Linked DNA regions of Hermetia illucens: region 2 is linked to region 1. Evidence: chromatin contacts called from public Hi-C data. All regions are on one chromosome and are shown on one strand. Each heading gives the region's core, a stretch centred on a gene start, on an enhancer-like site or on the middle of the called end of the contact. The rest is flanking DNA. Distances are from core to core; before and after follow the strand shown. Region 1 holds the start of LOC119656414 (RCC1-like G exchanging factor-like protein). Region 2 holds the start of LOC119646556 (mannose-P-dolichol utilization defect 1 protein homolog).

Evidence for each region. Hi-C and Micro-C count contacts between places; a contact is called where the count stands out from the background.
Region 2: a Hi-C map of an unstated tissue shows a contact between it and region 1, with 5 times the contacts expected there. The contact joins the promoter of LOC119646556 here to the promoter of LOC119656414 in region 1. A contact is called at or near these places in 2 of 2 Hi-C or Micro-C datasets (an unstated tissue and whole body).

Annotation. Positions count from the first base shown.
Region 1 is chr1:134,770,050-134,775,100 of iHerIll2.2.curated.20191125, reverse strand. LOC119656414 (RCC1-like G exchanging factor-like protein) reads left to right here and starts at 1,574. Exons shown (of 2, transcript XM_038062799.1): 1 at 1,574-1,764; 2 at 1,821-3,235. The coding sequence starts at 1,671. The coding sequence ends at 3,073. LOC119656378 (nicotinate phosphoribosyltransferase) reads right to left here and starts at 1,290. Exons shown (of 11, transcript XM_038062798.1): 1 at 434-1,290. The coding sequence starts at 530.
Region 2 is chr1:134,909,971-134,915,022 of iHerIll2.2.curated.20191125, reverse strand. It overlaps LOC119646556 (mannose-P-dolichol utilization defect 1 protein homolog), which reads right to left and starts at 2,519. Exons shown (of 3, transcript XM_038047033.1): 1 at 2,187-2,519. The coding sequence starts at 2,274. LOC119646554 (UHRF1-binding protein 1-like) reads left to right here and starts at 2,882. Exons shown (of 24, transcript XM_038047032.1): 1 at 2,882-3,307. The coding sequence starts at 3,264.

The DNA of each region.
Region 1 (5,051 bases), core at 325-2,824:
TTGTGTAAGGTAATACGCTTCCCATGTTAACAGTCATTAATGGTAAATGTTCTGAAAGTTGATGAGTGGTCACAAATAGGTGCAGTGCAGTTGGTGCCCGCTAAATGTTGGAGCAAGGCACAAACAATTCGCTCATTCGAGCAATAGTGGCTGCCGCGGTTGTTGCAAGTGGGTGGGAGAGCTTGAATCATTCGCAAAGCAAATATACGGTTTTTGTAGTCATTAAAAATGCGGTCATAATTGGAGCAAAGTTACAGTCATCCCCAGCACACGCACAAAGCGCCAGTCATGTTCCGAGTCGCAGGTGGGTCTTCGCCTGCTGTTGGATGTAGCATCGTCGCGATAGCAAGATGCCCACACGCGACTCTGTTTGCTCGCTGAGCCCCTTCCACCTGTGCACTGGACAGACGTCACGAAAGGCCTAAGGTCATACCTGTGAGTAGAGGCTGTACAACTCCATTCTGGTTAAACCTCGTCCGGCCCACATAGCGCGTAACCTCAGCGCCGCAGCTCAATTCGCGTTCGCACATCTCCGCAACTTCAATAGCACACCAAACTCTTAGAAGTTCACTTTCTATAGAAACCACTAGTTTGTCAGATTCTCTCGGCCGAATTATGCACCGTGGATGGAACTCCCGTCAACACTCACTCGCGGCGATAAGTACCGACCAACTGAAAGCGAAATCGAAACCACTACTGGATCTCTCCGATTCTGACTGTGACCATTTATACGGCACAAAGTTAGCAGTCCAGCTCAGAGCGCTAGCGCTTGACGCCTGGAGTTTTTAATCTTGCACAGGAGTCGCGGGGACCCCGTAAGCAATAGCACGGTGCCACTCACGGAGTAACGACGGTCACAGCAACAGCCTTAGCCATTATCGCGCGGAAGGCGGCAACGGGCGTCCGAAATCACTCATTTCATCCTTTTCCAAGCAGCTATTTGCCAATGGATACGCTCCGACGAGTTGCTTGGCGCGCTTCTTCCTGCCCGCTAGTGTGATTATTCCTCACTTTATTGATCACACACGTGAAGTGAAGGTTGCATGAAGGTCGCTGCAAACGCCGGAATGGGTCGTATCAGGATAACAGCGCGGGATGGGCACCTTCTTTGAAACTGCAGCGCCTTCAATTTCGGATCAGGTGAAACTTTGTAGAGCAACTGTGAGTGGGTTTTTACTTCACTTATTGAAAAGCAGGCATTTACTCTATTTTGTCTGAACCACCGACAATCGCATCCCAACCACTGTCAAATCGAACTTCAATTGGGAATTGGAAGTAGTCGCCACGCCAGTTATGCCAATACTGAAAAACTTGTTGTCGTTCGTCAGCTGACCGCAGTACGATTCTAGTAGCGACAAGATGTCATTGCCAACCTCTGGCAAAATACTTGGATAATCGAAAAAATTCAGAAAAGGGATTTTATTTCAATCAACTACGATGTCCGCGTCAACTCCATTTTGACAGACATTCGTTAGGATAGGCAAGTTATTAGAAACATGGGCTTTTCGAATTTTTAAATAATACCGCGAAATAATTCGTTAGATGTAGTGGAATCGCTCAAGTTTAGTGCATAGTTGACAATCTGGAGAACTCTCATTATCGTGACGCTTTGTTTACATCGCGCGCGGCTCCGACTTGTCAGATGAAGTGCCCCAGTTAAGTTCGAAAGGATGAAACGCTTTCCTTTCAGCACGCAGTGGATACGCAATTACACGTCGAAAGCCAAAAGGAGTGTTTTGCTTCAAGACATCGACTCACTTTCAAGTAACGACCACAAATTGGAAACCTAACCTCAGAAACTAGTCTCTGACTTCTTGCAGCTCACGAATTCCCCATCAAGTCCCGCAACAGATTACGCACTTACGTTTGGGGTTTGTCGCGAACGGGGGCGTTAGGCGTGAATACATCCGTGAAGCAAAGTGAAGACTACTACCGGCATGTGGTCCATCATCCCACTAGGCTGCAGTTTGGGGAGAACACGGACGTGCTGGATATTGCAGCTGGATATGGATTTTCGGCGTTTGCAGTTCGTCGCACGGACGGTGAAACATTGTTTGGGACAGGGATGAACACTGACGGGCAACTGGGACTACAACAACGCCCCTCAGGCTCAACTTGGGATATAGTAATCTACCCGACACCGATCAATTTGCCGCGAAAGGAGGGTGAGACGCCTGATGATCTTGAGATAAAAAGCATGTCCGCCGGACGCGCTCATCTGGTAGTAGTTGCAAAGAACGGGGCAGTATTTACCTTAGGGAACAACTCGTATGGCCAATGTGCCCGTCGAATTGTCGAGGATGAGGCTTACAAATCGAGTGGCATAATTAATCGAATTGACAAACTCGCGGGAGATGATGACGTCGTGGAATCTGTTGAGTGCGGACAAGACCATACGCTCTTCCTGATGCGATCAGGGAACGTTTATTCTTGTGGATGGGGTGCGGATGGACAGACCGGACTGGACAATTTTGACAACACGAGTGAACCTCAACAGGTGGAAGGCGACATTAAAGGCGAGAAGATAGTCAAGGTATCTTCGCGAGCAGACTGCGTGCTGGCCGTGAATGCCGCAGGAGAAGTGTTTGGCTGGGGCAACTCCGAGTATGGACAACTGTCGGAATCTGAGGATGCCCCGACCCAAATCAGTGTCCCCAGGCACCTGAAAATCACTAAAGGGCTAGGTAAAATTATAGATGTCGCTGCGGGCGGTTCAGTGTGCATGGCGTTGAACGACGAAGGGGACGTATTCACCTGGGGCTACGGAATCCTAGGGTTTGGTCCTAACGTTGAGCAATCGAGCCAACCTAGACATATCCCCCCGCCTTTGTTCGGTCGGACCGATTTCCACATGGACAGCAAAGTTGTGTCGATCTGCAGCGGCGTTTTCCACATGGGGGCAGTGAATTCGGAAGGCGATTTGTTCATGTGGGGCAAAAACCGTTTTGGCTGCTTGGGCTTAGGTCATAAAAAGGATCAGTACTTCCCGTTCAAAACGGCTGTTAACGCTAAAATCAAGAAAGTAGCTTGTGGCGTGGACCATTGTCTAGCCTTGTGTAAACCATTCATGTAGAAACAAAATTGACGTGTGATAGGGATTAAAGCCAAATGCATGAGTTGTTCATATCTCATGCGTTCATTTAGCGATAAGTTACGATAGTTGTAATCCAGCGGAACGGGGGTGACCCTCCTGAATAATGACTTCAGTTGCAAATATAATTTGTGAATTCCAAAACTTGTTTATTTATGCCAAATGGAGTGGGTTAAAGTATTCACATTTTTTTTCATTTTCGGAGGATGTTTTACTGTCATCAGCAAAGAAAGTATTTTCAGTAAAGGAGTTGGGCTTCCGAGGCGTGTGCAAAATAATGCTGCGCATAATATGTACGACTTACTGCTAGAGAGGAGAGGTGAAGCCTCTATATACGTCCTGGGACAGTATCCGGCACTTGTGCAAAGTAGGTCGAGGCATATGGGAGAACACTTAATACCAGATGCAGAGTTGAAAGATTTGGAAGTAGTGAATATACTAAAATTCCTAACGGTTATCGGCTTGCTTGAGATACTATGATTAATAGGTACACTATAACTAGTAAAAAGAGCGCAATTGTTCTTTGAGGACGCGGCGCGACTTCCCCTTAATAGAATAATACTGCTAGAGAACAAAAGATGATTAGAAACTAAAACTACCTTAAACCTAGTTGTTCGGTACTTCAAGTACGAAAAATGTCGATTTCATACACATGCATTTTTTTTTGTTGGTGCATGAGGGTTCCTTTCCATCAATTTCAAAGCAGGCTAAAAGCGCCTGCGGAATATACGAGCGGATTTTAATTCCCCGCCATAGCTCCTTAAGGTTGACATTATTTGAAATTCCAATTAAGCGTGAACACGGCTAATCTCACTTTTTTGGCGAGAAAGTCCCTGGGACGGAAGTACATATTTTCATTGACCATAGATGCTGCTGCATTGTACAGGGTAAAAAAAGTATGGATTGGTATCTTGTTAACCCAACACTGACAGCTCTGTTATTAAATCCTATCTCCGAGTCCACTTGGGAATTGCTTTTCATCTTTCCTTTTTAACGAACAACTACATACGGGGAAGAATGAAAGGGCCTCTCTTCAGTAAAAACGAAAAAAAAATAAACCAACTGGTCCTCCGGGTTGGGGGTTATTATAGGATTAATAACCGTTCTCGGGAAAGCTGCCTGTTTCAGGAACGTCCATGGCTAAGGGCAAACTAAAGCAGCTGCTGGCTTCTGACGAACCCAACTCTTCGGCTCAAATGGCTGCAAATATTGCAAATATTAAGGTTTGTGAACAAATTACTGTTGGCTCTACTACGGGCTTGAGACCGTCATATTACAAGTGTTGGGTCCTAAACCCATCGCAAGGGACGTGCAGCCGACGGCATCTTCATCTGAATCGGAGATGAGGTGTTATACCTCTCAAATAAATTTTCAGCATTGTAAAGTGATGACTGCACTTATAAGCCGTCAGATCAATAGTTGCAAGACATGCATATTGTACCTCATACAAGATCCATGGATAGTTGTAAGGGGAGACGCATGCAATTCATTGCTGGAATTGAGAAAACAACCCAGATGATTACAGCTAGCATGAGAGCAGCTTTTGTAAAGACCAGTCCACTCAAGATGCCAAAGAAAGGTAAAATAGCATGGTGGAACTCGGATTTAGCGAAAGAGACGAGAACGACAAGGATGCTCCTCCACCAAGTTCTAAAGTCTGATTCAGAATCGGTAAAAAATTAAAAATCTTTAAGAAGAGCATAAGGTTGGCTTGACAATCATGATGGAAACGCTTTTGCGAAGAGACCAACTAACCAATAGGCAACCTCAAAGCTGCAGCGGATCCTTGTCAAAGAACACAAAAAGCGACGAAGAAACAGCCAGCAGAAACCATGCTTTCTGGATAAACAAACTGTCAACTCAACTGTCAAACTGAAAACCTTGATTTTGTTGGTCTTTCTCTACTTGCCTCCCTTTCCAAAATCTAGAGCCACTTGGCCAAGGACCATGAAGGCGAGAG
Region 2 (5,052 bases), core at 1,270-3,769, 140 kb before region 1:
AGCGAATGCGCCGCTGTTTTAGGGCGTGAACGGTGATCGGCCTGGACGATGAGTCCAGTCTACTGGTGTCCGACGTAGTGAAATCGGCTTCGTACTCGCTGCTGAAGATCGAATTGATCAGGCGCCTGTTAGTAAGTGAGTCGGCAAAACTAGATCACTTGCTGGCTGGCCTAACGTTGGGAGATCGAACTCCCAGCCAATTGCTGCGCGAAATGAAGCAATTGGGTGGAAGTATGATCGACGATGAATTGATGAAGTCGCTTCGGCTGCGTCGGCTCCTGGAGGGTACTGGAGCGGAAATTTCGGCTCTTCCCGTACCCCAGCACCATCGACTATTTCCACAACCTCTGAAATTAGCAGCGGCAAATACCTCCCGTATCAACACCTACGGGTATAGGCAAGTGGACGTGACTCTTGGCTTGCGTAGGACATTTTCGCTTCCCCATACTAGGTGCAGACTTCTTGTGTCAGTATGGATTGCTGGTCGACCTGCAAAACAGGTCTCTTATAGATTCCACGTATTTATTTTTAAGTAGGTAGCATCGTGCGAACTCAAATGCTTGGCACTTAGTGTGATATTCGATTGTGAGATTCTGACAACTCGGAAATAATAATTGTTGGCGCGACAAACCAATTTGCACTTCATCCAGGATTGTCGACGAAACACGATATGACTACGATACACTGTAGGAAACAATGTGATCAGTATTGCGCGTTCTCGTGATTATTACTCTGGTTTCAGTTAGGTACTTACAGTTGCGTCCACCGGCATTTGACATCCAGTCGGGATACAAATCCTTTGCCAGTATTCGGATTTAAAACGCGACTTTCGCTTGTAACCGCTCAACTATCCGAACACTTGTAATAAAGTTGTAGAAAACTTGTAGAACGTGTTTCTTTTGCAACGTCCAATGATATGAATTCACGGGAATAGTGTTAAGTTTCGGCGTTTCATTTAACAAGAGGCTCGGAAAGCCTCTCAGAGTGTTTCAATAACCAGTTCAAGTATGAAGGCTCAGTTCCAAGTAACGACACACCCAGCAATATTCTTAATCCGCAATGATCACCCAAGTTTCACTGGCCTAATAGGCTGGAGACTAATTTTGCGGCAACATATTTCAGATAAAGGCTACAATCTTGTGGTACTATCTGTTAATTCAGCATGGCATCAGTCAGCCTGCAAAAATCGAATTGTACGAATGTGTTTTCGCGAGCAGTCCAAAACATAACATATAAAGAAGTTGGTAACGGAATCTCCGAAGATCCTGTGTATTCGGAAAATCTAGAAAATGCGGAACATGAAAGCATGCTTTGAACCTTTTTATCAATAAAGTTATTTTTTAATGCTGTTAAGAATATATCTTCCAACTTTTTAATAGTTTCTTTAGTTCTTCGTGAATATTTAAGGGAATGATCAGGAATATAGAATATGTATGTTATTTATTTTATACGTAAACGATATTTGCAAATGCAATCTTTTTGCAATATGTAAATTTGATGAATTTTCGGACAAATGGATAGTCAGTCTTTTATTAAAAAAACAAGTTCGTCTGTCCGCCCACACGCATTTGTTTCGCAGTGGGCCTTCTTACTGTTGGCTTGTAGCCCAACCGACAATAATCGAACCATTTCCAAGCACTATATTTCCTGCATCGGATCATGTTGATTTCCCCCAAGACTCAAAAACAACCCATTCCCACAATTGGAATTCCAACGAACCCTTGAATGCACATTTGTGTATTTTATTAATTCTTTAGAAACTAAGTGGCCATCGCTTAATAATATACTTTACGGAGCAAATTAGATTTTCCCGTGTAATCACCAGATAAAACCTAACGCGGTGAGTATCGAAACTGCTGCCACAAGAGGGGTTAACTAATAAGTGCACAACTTTTAGGTTCTTGTACCGAATTTGAATCTTTGATTTGATATGTGTAAAGTTATCCGGTTCGAGAACCCGCTGTCCGGTATCTCAGCGCATTTCCTACGTGTGCCAATCAATTAGTTAATCAATGCAAATGGGATTACGCGTTCACCATGCCACAAAGCATAGTGAGGCACTGAGTAGATGTGCGCCAGATCCTTAACGTGGTATCACTAGAAGTGCCAAATGTTTTCTATTTAAATTCGAGTTCTGACGCAACTGCGGTCAATGTGTTTTAATCTAAAATCTCTCAGACAATTACCATCGAAAAAATCATAGTCGACTAGATAGCGTTCCGTGCAGTTCTCTCCGATCACTCGGGACAAAATACCATTCATTAACTCCACCATTTCCAATATCACTATAGAAAGCAACAAAACAGATAAACAGTTAAAGACGAGGTTGTAACTTTTCTACATTCACGCGAGCCAAAAAAAGCCAGCATAGCATGCAAACCGGGAATAATTGCAACTTGACAGCCGGGGACACCTGCCGCTGATATAAGTCAAAATGACATTTAGATTCTATGTTTTTGGATAGATGTCAACTCAGCACTGCCAGAAAAAATGAGCTGATAATCGCGGTGGGCAATTAGTAGTCTCGCGTTCACGAGACTACTAATATTTATGAATTTCACTTGTTTTTGAAAATAAAATCTAATCTAAAATATTTTGTTTTTGGCTTTAGCTACTTCATGGAAGTTCCATTTTCTATGTTGCTCTAGCATTCTCCATGACTCGTACTCGTAGTTCAATGAACTGCATCACAAGTTCGCTGAGTGCCGTTTGGCCGTTTGACCCGTTTGACGTTCACGACACTCGCCAAGTGTGTTTGCGGTTTGCGTCTAACAGCGAGCATTATGTTAGTTTTTGATCGCCTTCGCATTGCGACGAAATGTCAAATCAACTGAGGAACAAAGAGAATATTCCATTAAATAACGTTGCATACAATGTATCCAATTACATAAAGTATTTGCTAAGTAATTACCTCTTCAAAATTGCGTTTTGTCAATTAAACGCTCAGACGGCAAAAAGAACGACATTCGCTGCGCTTGTCATCGTGGGCTTCGCGAGGCTCGCAAACCCCATACGTCACGCAGCTGTAATTTAACAGTGACAAAGTCCAGAGCTAATTGTCAAATCTTCGTGAGTGCACCGTATGGTTCGTTTGGAGTCGTCGTGTTTGTTTCTTGTTGCTTTCTATTGACCTGTCATGGCGTTTGTCATTAGACAGGGTGAAAATGTCAGTTGGTGCAGTCGTGGGTATTGTGTCTGTTTTGGATAAGTGAAACTATTGACGGGAAAAACTTTGAAAACGCGCGGTACAAACAAGTGGAGCGATGGTGTCAATCATTAAGAATCAGCTCTTGAAGCATTTGTCACGGTATGTCATGGGATTGGCGTCATTTTCTGGAAAATATTGTGTGACTCGGGAACATACGATTGATTTTTCCATAAAGTCGGATCTTCGCCCTGCTGAGTGTCAAATTAGGAATAGACCAACTAGAAATTATACAGTTTGTAAGGGTATGACTGCACAACATCTTTGTTTTTCTTGGTTGGCATCGCAGTTGAGAAATTTCTTTGTTCAACGCCATGTCTTGAGAACTTATCGCCTAAATGGCATAACATTCCTCGAATAATACCATTTTATGCATTGGAAATAGCTTTAGGGATTCCCCGTGTACTACGTGCTATGTATGCAACAGATGAAAATTCGCATTTTTATGTAAATTTCTTTTCCTTTGACTGAATTTTCAGGATTTACAGAATAACGCTTTACCCATAGATTGCTTGAGAAAATCAGATAAGGTCAAAAGTAATTAGCGTGTATGAAAATGGGAGCGAAGAAGAAATGCTAAGTTAACTATGAGTGTCGCTTCCATCTAGGTGCCCTCACTGATGTAATTCCTCGATCGTTGGAACAAGAAATGTAAGCGAAAGGGAAGGGCTCATTCCATCCCATCCCGTATTGGTTGCTGCGAGATAAGCTTCAGTTCCGTCAACTTATTTGCTCTGATAAAGAAAGATGCTTCTCTTTATGCATGAGTCATTTCAACAGCAAACGGTTTTTAATCCGCCAATGCACATGACAATAAAGTAAAATGATAACCCACCCAAGTTGTAAAAAAACGTCAAAATCAGAGAATGTTATATTATTGAGTATGGAATGAGTTTATCATCTGCAGCAGGTTCAAAACGGAAACTTCTCTGTGAAGAGAATCAAATGCTTCTGAAATTTCTATTTTTTGATGTATTTCAAAATTTTTTTTTGCACTGAAGCTTTTTGCATATTTTTTCGCATATATGTTTTTGCTGTGAATTTAAATTTTTAAAAAATAAAACAAAATCAAGAAAAATTAAAATCGTACAAATTTTAATCGGTCAAAACTTTATAAGCTTTTTTCTTTAAGTTGGATATTACAGTTTTTAAAAGATGCCTCGTACTAAAATAATTTCAAATGAGATAAAGGAACCTATGATAAGTGCAATCGAGAATGGTAACACTTTATGAGAAATCGGAGTGGTTTTTGGTGTCACAAAATCTGCGCAATGGAGAGGCAGTGGAATTTGCATCGTGATTTGACGTCGGATACCAGTCGACTCAGCTGTGAATGAGTTCCTGAGTCAAATCAGAGCGCAATGCTGACCACATTGCCTCCTGCAGGCTATTCTGAATTACGGTCTTGAATGAAGTGCTCTAACACACTTCAAGGCCCTGATCCAATATGGATTGTTGCGCCAACGATTATTATTATTATTAATGGAGAGTCCATAAAAACGCAGGGAAAGCCGTACGGTGGATCGTTCAAAAGGAGGTGGATGAATAACTAACTTAACGAAATCAATGCGCAGATCCTTGGTTAACGTTGCGCGAGACAATTTGCACAAAAATAGTACACATGTTCGAAAGAAGCTGCTGAATTTTACAATGTTTAAATATCGACACCAGCTGCTCAGCCTCTTTTGCGGTTGTGAAACAGTTGATTTTTACTAATATGGCCTAATTATAATAACTTTTAGTAAAAATGGACTAATGGAGCGAGGACCATCAAAAAAACCTTGTATTTCGAAGAAAAATATGAAAGATAGATACTTGCGGAAACTCATAAAGATTGATCAGTCGCT